Linked DNA regions of Mus musculus: region 2 is linked to region 1. Evidence: chromatin contacts called from public Micro-C data. All regions are on one chromosome and are shown on one strand. The core of a region is the stretch at or near the end of the contact, and the rest is flanking DNA. Distances in the headings are between cores, read along the strand shown.

Region 1 (6,157 bases), core at 2,519-5,018:
AACAAAACTCAGTCATTCCACACTTCTGCCCTGCTCCTTTGGTCAGGTAGTCAGCTTCGTCCATGTGACTCTGTCCCTCATTGTTGGTCTTTGTGCAGCTGTAAGCGTGGTTCGTGTTGGGCCACGGCAGTTCTGTATGCCTCCCAGCACCGCCTGGGCTGGGGGCAAACTGAGAACAAGCAAAGCATTAGTATGTGTGCTGAGCCATCCATACAGAAACTGCAGGTTCCACTCTGCAACATGTGTAACAGGTGTGCCCTTATAATGCAGAAATTTTTCCCCCTATTTGTCCTTGCCTGCGTAGAGAGCACTGGTCAAATACTGCAAGCTTCTATCCCTCCACAGCTAGGCCTGCTGATAGAACAGAAAGTGCTCCCCAAAGCGACTGCAGTCCCAACAGGAAGTAGCTGTTTACAGCTCCTTACCCAGTGCAATGGGCTAGGCACTTATGCACACAACTCATGTAATATGTATGACAGTGCAATGAGATAGGAATCATTTCTGTTGTGCAAACGTGGACAGAAGGCCTTTAAAGGATCTAAACACTTGATCCAGACTCAGGGGCACAGGCCTTAAGTCTTAGCCCTTTTGAGAGAGAAGCAGGAGGACCAGGGCTCCAAGGTCATCCTCAGCCACATAGTAAGTTCAAGTCCAACCCAGGGTTACTTATTCTCAAAACAATGAAACCAAAAAAGGTCTAATCACTTGCTCCTGTCACACAGGATACAGGAAGTCACCACATGTCCCTGTACAGCTGGCATCTAATGTAAACATGCCCAGTTCTCCCACGTTCTCATATCTAGTCCCCGTTATGTGAGGACTGGTGGGAGCACTCTCTTGCTGGGACTGAAGCCTCTGCCGCATAGCAGTTAATCCCGCGCCTCATCGAACCTTGCCGCCGAGAGCATGGGCCAGCTTGAAACAGTTCCGGAGAATCTGTTACTCAGACTGTGACCAGAGGGACGAAAGATGCAGGGCTGTAAGAGAGGGTGCCTCACGGAGGCCTCGTGGCTGGTGCATCTGCTTTTGAAAAAAAAAAATGTGCTGGATCACACACTTACAGAGCTGCTTTGCTTTAACATGAGAAACTGACAGGAACGATTTAAGAGTGGCTGCTCTGAAACACCATTAGATAGTCCTCCTTTTCATTTCAACATTTATTATAGGAGAGAGAGAGAGAGAGTACCCCCATGCCCCAAAACCTATGTGGAAGTCAGAGGACAACTTTGGGGAATCTATCCTCTCTTTTGGCCATGTGGAAATTCTGGGTATTGAACTCAGGTCCTCGGGCTTGGCAGCAAGCTCCTTTATTCGCAGAGTCATCTCATTTCCCTCTCCCCGCCCCCTCAAGTAAAATAAGGACCACCTCATTCACATTCATTCAGATGAAGCCCCTCAGTTTCCATTCAGATTCCATCTCTACCCATCCCCCAGAAGCTTCCGCTGCAAATTTGATCATTGTCGCCTGGCTCATTCCGTGCCCGCCTCTCCACATACCCAGGAAGCTCACACAAACAAAATTGAACACTGATGTCGTAAGCAGAACCACACTGTACCCCCCACCCCCACCCCCATCCTGCTGACGGCTTCTTTCCTCTCACGAGCTGCCACTGAGGACACTTTAGAAGTTAAGAATCATGTCCTATTGGATCTCTGTGGTCCTGTGCGCCTTGTATTTTCTGTATGCTGAATAATTCAAAAGGAAGGAAGAACAGGAGGAGGAAGAAGAAGAGGAGGAGGAGGGGGAGGGGGAGGAGGAGGAGGGATAAGGATGGCGGAAGGAAGAAAGAAGGGAAGAAGAGGGGAGGAATGAAGAGAAGAGGAGAGGAAAGGGGAGAGGTGGAGACTAGTCAATGCCATCAATCTTGAGTCAAAACTTCCCGTGTGGGTCTCAACGTTTGGGATGGAATGTGTGAGACAAAGAAACCTACATAGCCTTGAGCTTCCTGTGTAGCTGATGCTAGCTCTGGAATTCCAGGCTTGAGCCACCAACTTGCTCTCACCGGTCGCTGTTTAAAGCTTGCGAGATAGACAGGGAGGCTGAACTCCTTCCTATGCACCGCGATCTCCGAAACTCTGAGAGCTGGGAGTCCCATTCCAGCCGCTTCCATGGAGGCTCTGCTGTGAGGAAACGCTCGCTGCTCATTAATCACCAGCCAACTGTAGCCTGTCAGCCTTTGGAGGATTCCCTGCCAGGCCCAACACTTGTCTTCCCTCCTTTGCTTCTTCAGCTTCTACGATGTGTCTATCAACCATCGGTGTCCCCGGCTCTGTCTCGGCCTCCTAAATGTCCACCTGGAGCACCTCTGATTGCTCACCCTGCCTCTGCCTTCCCGTGGGCTCCTGTACCTGCCTGCCTGCTTTCTTGTTCTCTTCCCTGGGCATGCTACAGCATAGCGCCAAGGTTGAGGCTGGGCTCTAGATCTCTCCTGATTCCTGCTTGCCTCCATTTTAAGGATGCTTTTTATGGTGGCTTCAAGTACAGGAAGCTGCTGGAGGTGTTTGGGAGGCAACCTCCAAAGAGCACCTGCTCTCCCCAGCATTCCTCACTTTCCCCACCCCCCAATCCTACCACGCACTGTGGGGTGGGTCTTTTATTCCTTAGAACATTACAAAAACAGTGACTGAGACACTGAGTAAGGTTGGGGATATAGGGATGGGTCAGACAGCTCTGCTGGAGTTCAGGTATTCTATTCGGGAGAGGCAAACAGAAGCCTACAACTACTCAAATTTATGGTAAGCCACCCTCTGACAAATAGCCCCACTCCCACCCTGTGCTCTAATTATAATGTCTCCATGCACCTTCCATATAGTTTTCTATTTTAAAACATAATTACATTGTATTTATTATTTATCTTACACATACACATATATATAGTATGTGAATGTGTGTGTGTGTGTGTGTGTGTGTGTGTGTGTGTGTGTGTGTGTGTGTGTGCATGTGATTCATCCAAGCCATCCCATGTATGCGGAGGTCAAAGGACAACTTTTAGGAGTTGGTTTTCTCCCCCATGAGGTTTCCGGAGGTCAAATTGAGGTTGTTAGGGTTAATGGCAAGCACTGTTGCCTGTGAGTCATCTTGCCTGCCCTCACACATTTTATCCTATTTCACATATAAGGAAGCTGAAGAAAAGTGTGGATGCGCTACCTGCTCACAGGTACACAGCTTGTGAGAGTCAAGGCCAAGATCTGATCACTGTGTGGCTATTGGGAGAGCCGGGGAAGGACGGCATTCTTCCTGTTCATGAATAGATATTTTGTTGGTGGTGGTTTTGTTTTTTTAAGTCACAGATAAGTCTCACACATCCCAGGAAGTTTTTGATCTCTCAATGCTACCTAGGATAACCTTGAACTCCTACTCCTCCTGCCTCCACTTCCTAAACCCCAGGATTGCAGGCATGCACAATAATATTCAGTTTACTCTTGCTGGGGACAGAATCTAGAACCTCATGCCTGCCAGGCAAGCCCTCTACCAACGGAGCTATTTCTCCAGACTTCAGACTCTTACTCCCAATTTGACCTGAGAGTAAAACCAAACCGTCAGAAATGAACCGGTGGGGTTTTGGGGGGGGGGAACGACACAGGGGTAGGGAGATGAGGAAGCGGCTCCTCCAGCTAAGATGGCCGAGTGGGGGATTGAGTACCACAGGCTTCTAAAAGAAACACCTCCCCTACCCATCAAGGTGACTAAGGCAGGCTGGGCCGGGTGCTCACTCAGTCCCAGTGTGCAGTGAATGAAGTGTGTGGTCGGCAAACGACCAATGTGCTGCCTGAAATAAGTGACTCAATTATAAAGACAGCAGGTGGCGCCCCGTGTTTCCCACACCAGCCAGCAGGTTTAGGTTCCAAGTCCATATTCCCCAGTCCCACAGCCCTGAGGTTTCTGGTCAATCTGCATATTCACCTCGTTTCTCCACTGCTTCAGAAACTCCTGTTACTATTTTTTTTTCTTTCAGATCTTGCTGTTTCAATTAGTAGCTGGGTTTGATCTAGATGCTTTTCCTCATGTTAAATCCCTTTTGATAAAACAGTCCCCAGAGAACCGGTCTTTGAAACCTCTTTATGAGATCTGGAGTGCAGGAAAACGCCGAGGATAATTACCCACAAGCAGACACTTCTCAGAACCCATTTGCGGTCTTAACAGCGTCCTGTCCTGCCTGACCTGCCTTGTCAGTGATCCTCATGCAGGCTCCACCTCCCTGCTCCTTGTCCTGGACAGCTGCCTGGGGGAAGTCCTTCTCCCAGACACTTTTGTTGCGCTGGAAATTCTGCCTGGGGGGCCTTTGGCTATGAGATGACTCTTGGATGCTTCTAGAACACACGGTGGCTCTCGAGTTTCAGTGTCTCATTGGACCCCTTAGATTAGTGTGATCAGGACATGTGACTTCCACTCTATTGACACCTGCTCGGTTGCCACTAATGTCAATCAGAGAAGTATTTATCTCAGATGTCCATCATATGATACAAGTTGTCAACCACCCTGAGAAGAGCCTCTGGCGGGTGACCGCCATGTCTCCCTGGGCTTTCTGAGCAGGCATGCTCACACTTCCTCTGGTTTGCTGTAGTGTGTTGCTGTTGTCCTGATTCTTGTTTGGGGTAAGTGGGGGTGGACTGACACGGGGTCTCCTGTAGCCTAGATTATTTTTGTTGCCTTTGTTACCCTAGCCTTACTCATCTCCTAGACCCTTCATATCCACCCTCTGCCCTTGCAACCTCCCCCACAAAAGAAAACAACCCACAAAATAAAAATAAATAAAACAAAACATAACAGCCTCTCATCATGGAAGTTGTAGTGTGTCACAGTGTGCTCCACAGTAAACTCTTTCATCCACACTTCTTGCAAATGTTTAATGCAATGAGTCACTGGTCTGGTTCAAGGCTCTGGCTTCTGTTATACCATCAATACTGGATCCTCACCTGGTCTCCTTCCAGATATCATGTTGTTGTCCTGTGTCATAGAGATCCTGCAGTTTTGGGTCAGCAGAACCGGCCCTTTCATGTGCTCTAACAGCTCATAGGTAGATGTTTGGGTGGACCTACTCAGAGCCCTGGATATCTGGGCCTGGGTGGTAGCTGAATTGGTCAGCTCACCTGCTCTCCCAGACACACACCACCAGGGCCAGCTGTCCAGCACTGACCTGGCTAGATTAACCAATGCTGTAGCCGGCAAGGGGCAGGGTCAGCTCTCCTGCTCACCTGCATCCATGCCACCAGGGCCAGCTCTACAGTGCTGCCCAGGCCCGGTGGGTAAGGGGTCACTTATAGAAGCAGGAATGACTCAAAAGGAGCTATCTCTGAAATGCTCACCCAGACTCACAAAAGCTGGGACCCTGGAGCTCCTTGTACCACCAGGAAGCATCTCCCTGGGTCCAAGAACGTCCTTTCAGCAGCTTAGATGGTCAGAGTCTTCTTGTCTGGTGGCTGTCTACTGCTTCCCGTGACTCTGAGGAAGGGCTCGTGAATCTTAGCAGTTTCAGCTTTCCTAAACTTGTGAAGTTTGTTTACCTCCTAATCGTAGTAAGCCTCCTCCTCCTCTTCCTCCTCTTCCTCCTCTTCCTCCTCTTCTTCACCTTCCTCCTCTTCTTCCTCTTCCTTGGAGGGATGTTTCATTTTGGAGGAAACTGATCTCTAAAACTACTCAGCCTTTCTCCCTTTCTTTCCTTCAGATCTCCACTCTGTTCATGAGGATTGTCCTTCACTAACTACCAGCCTGTGTGACTCTAGAGTGTTGAAGTTTGGTCTGCTGCTATGTATTCTACTGCTAAATACTGCCCCCCCCCCAGGTCTGGTTGCCCCCCAAAGGACAAGGAAATCCTCAGGTATACTAAATGATGCTATGTAACCTTGCTCCTTAATATGAAACTATTGGTTAAATAAAGATGCCTACAGCCTAAAGCTGGGCAGAAGAGAGGTAGGCATTGTTTCGGTTCCTTGGGTAGGCTTGGGGTCTGAGGCAGGACCACAAGAAAAAGAGAGAGGAGAATTAAAATAGGAAGATGCTATCGGGTAAGGGATCATGAGAACTGGCCATGAGGGTTGGCCAGTCGGAGCAAGAGCAGCCCAGGCAGAACACAGCAAGTCATATTTGGGAGTTATTTATAGGGAAGAAGACAAATTAGACATAGAGGGTTGATATCTTCCCAGCTCTAGTGCTGAT
Region 2 (6,157 bases), core at 1,480-3,979, 69 kb after region 1:
TGGACTCATTTCTCATCCCCAAGTCCTTCTGGATTTAGTGGAATTAACAATTAAAACCAGCCCTCATAGGCGGTTTTGGGGATAAGACTCAGGTCATAAAGCTATGTGACAAGCATATTACATACTCAGGTGTCCCACTGACCCCTTGACTTTTATTTAAGACAAGGTCTTGCAATGTGGTCCAGGCTGACCTCCAACCCTTGGTGATCCAGAGTGCCACTCAGCCCAGCTCCTTAAACATACCTTTAATATATCTATTTGGTCTGGAAATCCCAGTGGCCTTGGGCTTGCTTCTTAGCATCTGTCGGAAGTGTTTTCTCAGAGCTCCACCTGAATTCACAGGGAGCCCCTTGAAATCCACTGGAAAGCCTGGCTTATCGCTGCCAACCCACCGAACACCCCCAGCGAGATGGAGAGGGAGGAGGGGGGGCTCTGTGTAATTTACGGCGTCACTCCTCGCTGCCATTTGGCATTCCACGCACTGCCATACCCATTAGCAGTCACTTCTGAGTATTTATGATCCTGCGGCTGGAGCACTTTGAGTCTCATAACAGAAACAGGGTCACATTTAGAAAACGTTCCCAATGCCATGCTGGAAAATGAGACACCCCACCCCTCCTCCCTCTTCTCCCCAGGCTGATGGATGGGGCCAGGCAGGCAGAGTGTGGGCAGCTCTCCAGGCCAAACTGTGTCCTTTTTCACACACCCAGCTGTAGGCTGGCTGTGTGGCTCAGGCCTCACCTACCAGTTCTGGGCTGTCTGCTTGGAGGAGGTGGCCAGGGTGGACTAGGGTAGAAAGACACATCACTAAATACTAGATTGGCTTCCCTGGTGTGAAGATGAAGCTGGGAACTGTTATCCTCCACAGTCCTGGTTCAGTCTGGCTCCCTAGTTGACCAAGAGGGCTCAGCAGTTGAGAACATTGTTACTCTTACAGAGTTCAACCCAGGTTCAGTTCCCAAGAGGCTCACAACCACCTGTAACTCCAGCTCCGGGGTCGGGGTCTCTGGTGTCCTCTTCTGATCCCTGAGGGTACTAGGCATGGGGCACACACACAAACATGCAATCAAAACACTTGTGCACATAACATAATATTAAAAAGAAAGAACTCTGAAGTCGGAGTGCAGGCTAGACCAGATACCCAACCCACTGCCGCTGCTGTCTCTATTAGGGTCTTCCAATTTCCCCCTTGTTAAGCTGAGAGCCTCCTCCACCCGCTCAATTGCTAGACACCCAGCAGGTGTCTGGCAGCCAAATTATACAGGAGTGTTGATCAAGAGAAGCCATGGGCTTCAAAGGAGGAGATGAACTAGGGTTTATGTTGCCAAGCTAAATTAAAAGCTAGGATCGTCAGCATGTATGAAAGGGTGCTGTCCTCAGTACTCTGATGCATCAGCCTGTTAGGGAGAGTTTTCAGTGAACGGTCTGAGGGAGATGTGAGTTCCTGCCCCTGCCCCTGCCCCTGCCGTCTCTGTGAGCCTGGGACCAAGATTGGTATCTATAGATCTCCCCTCCTCTTTCCTCCCCTCCCTTTTCCTCCTCTGTCGCCTGCCCTGCCCTCTTCTTTCTCCTGAGTCTCATTGTAGCCCAGGCTGTCCTTGAACTCCTCCTAGACCTCCTGTTGCCCAGGCCTGCTGTGTGTCTGTTTCTCTGATGCTCACTTGCAAGGCTGTCTTTAGACTCAGAAAGCAGGGGAGCAACTGCCAATCCAGGCGCCTTGGGCCCTTAGTATCCACTTCCCTTGGCCGGGACGGACGGACAAGGGCTTTCAGAGCTTGCCACTTAATTCCCCCAGAAGTCAGGATCTGGGGAGATCTAGAACTATGCACCATGGCTGCCTGGGACACAGATGACACCCCCTCCCCCCACTGGACACCCCCCCACACACTGTTTTATCCTTCTTTGCTTTACACGAATCCTCCTAATGCCCACCATTTCCTTCAACCATAAAAGTATAAATTAAAAAAAACGAGAGAAAATAAAAGAGGCTGGCTTATTTCCTCTTCGTTCTTACCCAGAGTCTCCTGGATGTTATTATTTTTTTAAAACCCTCCCATCACACTTTCAGCCTTGAAAGCATTTTTTAGTCATTAATTAGTAATCCATATTAATATGCAGATTGAATTAATCTGGTTCGGGCAAAAGTTTGTCTGGAGGAAACGAAGCTGGTGTGTTAGATCCCTCCACCTGCGTCTCCATCTCCCATCTCCAGTCTCCCGTCTCCCCTCTCCCCTCTCCCCTCTCTCCTCTCCTGTTTCCCCTTCTCCCCGCACCTCTTCCTGATCATTAGCAGGATTATGGCTGATTAGGCAGGGCTGGTGAGGCTTAAGAGTGTGTGCAGCCCCAGGGACACCCACGGGGAGGACATGTCCTGCTCTGAGGGCTCTGCTGCACGGACGCCATTGGGGGAATAGCGTGGGGGGTCATTAGCTTTTAGAGCTGAAATTGGCTTCATAAATACTCAGCTACAGGAAGCGGTTTCTGCTTCCGTTTTTTTGTTTTGTTTTGTTTTTTGTTTTTAATTTATTTCAGCTGAATTCCTCCTTGGCTCTGTTATTGTGTGAGGAGGTTGGGGTTTTTTTGTTTTTTGTTTTAAATCTCCAGGGAAAAAGGTGTATTCTCTATAATATGACTACTGATTGCTCTCTTACTGTGTGTGCACCAGGCACCCAGTGAGCTGTGGGTTTGATGTACCCACACCTCTGGAGGAGAGCTGTTATTTCTTCCTGGTGCAAATGAGGAAGTTGTTGCTCAGTGGAGGGAAATCTGAAGGCTGCCAAAGGGCAGAGCTGGTGTATTTGTGAACCCTTTGTTGTTTGGTTTGGTTTTGGTGTTTTTCAGGAAGGCCTTTCACTGTGTAGACCAGGCTAGCCCAGAACTCAAGATGATCCTCCTGCCTCAGCTTTCCCCCGTGCTGGGATTACAGGCTTACATCACCATGACCCGCTGGGGTGTGGACTCAAAACCCTTCGGTCTGTGCTTTTCTTTAGTTGACCATTTGAAGTCTTTCCACCCTGGCTGCTGTGTTTCTGTGTCCTCCCACGGTCCTCCTCTGTAGGCTTCAGGTGGGCAAAAGTCCCCGAACTGTCCCCCTGCTGGGTGACACCATCTTTTCCTCGTCTTGCAGGGAGAGATGTTAGGAGCTGGATACTGTAACTGAGAGGAGTTGGCCTGCCTGACCTGGGCATGGCCCAGAGTCACCGCCCTGGGTAGGAAGCTCCTGTGGCCTCTGCTTAGGGGCCTTGCTGGGGTAGTAGGTCTGAGTGCCCTGGGCCCGGAGCTTAAGCCTCTCACATTCTCTAGGGAAGAAGCCCTGGGTTCTGGGAAGCCTGTGGATTGGCAGCTTCCGTCTCTAGCCTTAGCTGTGTTTTAGTAAAGCAGTTTCTAAAAGCCAAGCTTTGTGCTCAGAGGGTGGCATCCATGACTCTTGGTCCTCGATGATAAGATTGTTGATGAGCCTGTAGGCCCGCTGAGAAAAGCCTGACGGTCACAGAGGGCTGGGCTGTTTTCAGTAGAGCCACTTTAGGACGTGGAGAGTTTGTCCAAATCCAGAGGCTCCCATTCCAGTTCCCTGTGGTATCGTGCTCCGTGCGCGCGCTCGTGTGTGTGTGTGTGTGTGTGTGTGTGAGAGAGAGAGAGAGAGAGAGAGAGAGAGAGAGGGAGAGGGAGAGGGAGAGGGAGAGAGAACGAGAGAGAGAGAGAGAACAAGCTTATGCTTACAATAGACCAGGTGCAGTACAAAGCCAATGAGGGATACACGCCTTTCCCTCATGGGTATGCAGTCTGTTAAACTGGTAAATACAAGAGAACCCTCAGACATGGCTGACAGACACTACCAGGACCATCCCTAGTCCCAGGCGGCCTTACACAGGCCTCTTCTCTTAACCCCATGTCCCCACCTACAAAGTTAGATAAGTAAAAATGGCTCTCCCGGGGTCTTGATAAGGACCCGAAGAGGGGAAGTGTGTGTTGGATGGTGCATCCCGTAAGCGCTCGGTACAAGGACAGGTGAGCGACAGCCTAATCACAGATGTGTATCTCAGAAAGGGCCAGCCTGACAACCCCATAGGCTTCTGTCCCTCTTATGTGATAGACAGTGCGGAGTTCAGATGTTAAGGATAATGGGCCCTTTCTGTTGGTTCCGGGACACTAGTGGGGAAAGTAAGGACCTCTCTCAAAGGGTCCTTATCAAGACCTTGACCTGTGTGCTCAAGCCTTAAGGGATAATGTGTTGACAAAAAACAGCCATTCTGTCCTGTGAGCGGGGATGAGATGGGCATGAGTCCATTTCTTGGATAAGGAAGGCAACTCAAGGGCAGGTATGTCCCGTGCCAGGCCAGGGTGCTCCTGTTCTCTGCAACCCCACAGGAGACCTATGCTTGAGGCCCTCTTGGCCACTTCTTGGTTTCCAGACCTAGGCAGGGGATAACAGAGCCTCACATGTCCCCATCTGTAGCCTGAGAGATATACTAGTCTGGCAGGGCTGTGGAAATAGTCAGGTAGTGCTCAGGATACATAATGCAGGAGTGCTCAGCCAACATGGGAGGTGATCAGCCCTGCCCAGCATTGGGCTGTAGAGAAGAGGACATCCTCTGGCCAGGTCAGTGTGGCTTCTCTGGGAGGCCTCACCCCAGCTGGTTCCGAAGCATATGGGTTTGAGGTTCAGCAATTCCTAGGGAGCCTGGCCCGACAGCCCCTGAAATGTGCCGAGACCGATTGAAGACAGAGTGGGGGAACATGAGAGGGTGACATCAGAGGGCATGAGGTTAGAGTTTCTTGTTTGCTTTTCCAACAGCAGTAAAATTTCACTGTAGGAAGTTGGCAGAGTGCAAGTGAGTGTAAACACCAGAGCATACTCGGTGACCGTGACAGTTGGCAGATGACCACAGCCTTTTATGTCTCTCCTTAGCCAGCAGATAAAGAGGGCAAGAGGGTGAAGCCCTCGGGGTCTCGGGCATGCGGTCTGTAATGTAAGGTTGATATAGAGCAAAGGAAGATGGTGCTCTTTCTACTTCTCTAGTGCCATGGGAGAGGGTGCTCATCTATCCAGTGGGCTCATTCAACCTCTGTGGTTAGGTCCGTCCCTCAGGAACCACACCCACTCCTTTCTGTTTGTTGCACTTTCCTGTGGGCTTGTTAAACTCCTGCTTCCTGCCCCTACCCCAGGGTGAGCTCCAGCCGATTGGGCGCGCAGTCTGGAACTTGCATCTCTAACCTAGTTTCTGGTGCCGGTACTGTGTCCTGTTCTGACTTACCCTGGAGTACATGGGCTCTAGGCCAGTGGGTAGGGTGTGTCACCAATCCTAATACCACAGGCTTCAGAGCTGCAGGCATGCAATGGAAGCTGCATTTTGAACAGCCAAGAGAGTAGACTCCAGCCTGTCCCTCAATCCCGTCCCCAATTCCTGATCCCGCTAACAGCTGTCCCTGTGTGGACTTCAGGATACTTGTCAGTGAGGGCCTGACCTCCCATTTATGGTCAGGCCAAGGAGCCTGTCTCAAGCAGTTGATAGACTGCAGACCCCGTGGCAGATGTGCGTGTGTACACACACACACACACACACACACACGCACGCACGCACGCACGCACGCACGCACGCGTAAGTAGCAATGCTTTGCTAGGACCCCAAGCATACGATTCCCTGAAGAGATGCCAGGGAGACAAATGGAGATTCTGTGGCATGAATCTCGCCCACCTGGTGGTCTCTGTGGGCTACTGTTAAATTGCATTTTCTTTTCATTTTTCTCTCCCTTCCCTGGGACCGGCTCCCCTTAGAACCTGACACGAGCTAGATAAGTGTGATTAAGCACTGAAGCTGTGGGGACGCCCAAATTCATCTGTAGGACCAGGAGACGGTTGGGGTCACCGTCGTCATGTCTCTTCTGGACTTGAGGGTGTTTAGATGTCGGTTTATTTCCTGGAGTATCACTTCTAAGTGCTTGGTGGACCTTGAGATTATCTCCCCTAGAAGCCCCATGCATAATTTTGGCTGCTTGTAGCTGTAATTATTGGGAGGCACAGCTCATTCAAATGATAAGGAGATTTATGACTTCGCATAAGAACCCGACTGAAGGGTTGACTGTGGGATGAATTAATTCAGCAGCTCAGCCAGGATCATCGACAGTCATGACAGTCATTCTCCTGTCCTCGTTGGCT

What was found. A called contact is a pair of places that touch in the nucleus more often than the background predicts.
Region 2: a contact with region 1 is called in a Micro-C map of the G1E-ER4 cell line, with 1.6 times the contacts expected there. The contact joins two enhancer-like sites. A contact is called at or near these places in 1 of 15 datasets of contacts at CTCF or cohesin (the NIH/3T3 cell line), 3 of 484 Hi-C or Micro-C datasets (the G1E-ER4 cell line, bone marrow and nephron progenitors) and 4 of 115 datasets of contacts at active chromatin or transcription factors (double positive thymocytes, embryonic stem cells, expanded potential stem cells and 1 more).

The regions. Positions count from the first base shown.
Region 1 is chr11:57,613,958-57,620,114 of GRCm38.p6, forward strand. No RefSeq gene overlaps it. Among named protein-coding and RNA genes, the nearest start is that of Galnt10, 28 kb to the right of the region's middle. Within about 2 kb of position 3,769, at least 8 of the 459 cell types and tissues checked have an H3K27ac peak or open chromatin away from gene starts, as enhancers often do. A contact at or near this core is called in the G1E-ER4 cell line, where this site is marked.
Region 2 is chr11:57,683,547-57,689,703 of GRCm38.p6, forward strand. All of the region lies in intron 1 of Galnt10 (polypeptide N-acetylgalactosaminyltransferase 10), which reads left to right. Among named protein-coding and RNA genes, the nearest start is that of Gm51896, 16 kb to the left of the region's middle. Within about 2 kb of position 2,730, at least 109 of the 459 cell types and tissues checked have an H3K27ac peak or open chromatin away from gene starts, as enhancers often do. A contact at or near this core is called in the G1E-ER4 cell line, where this site is marked.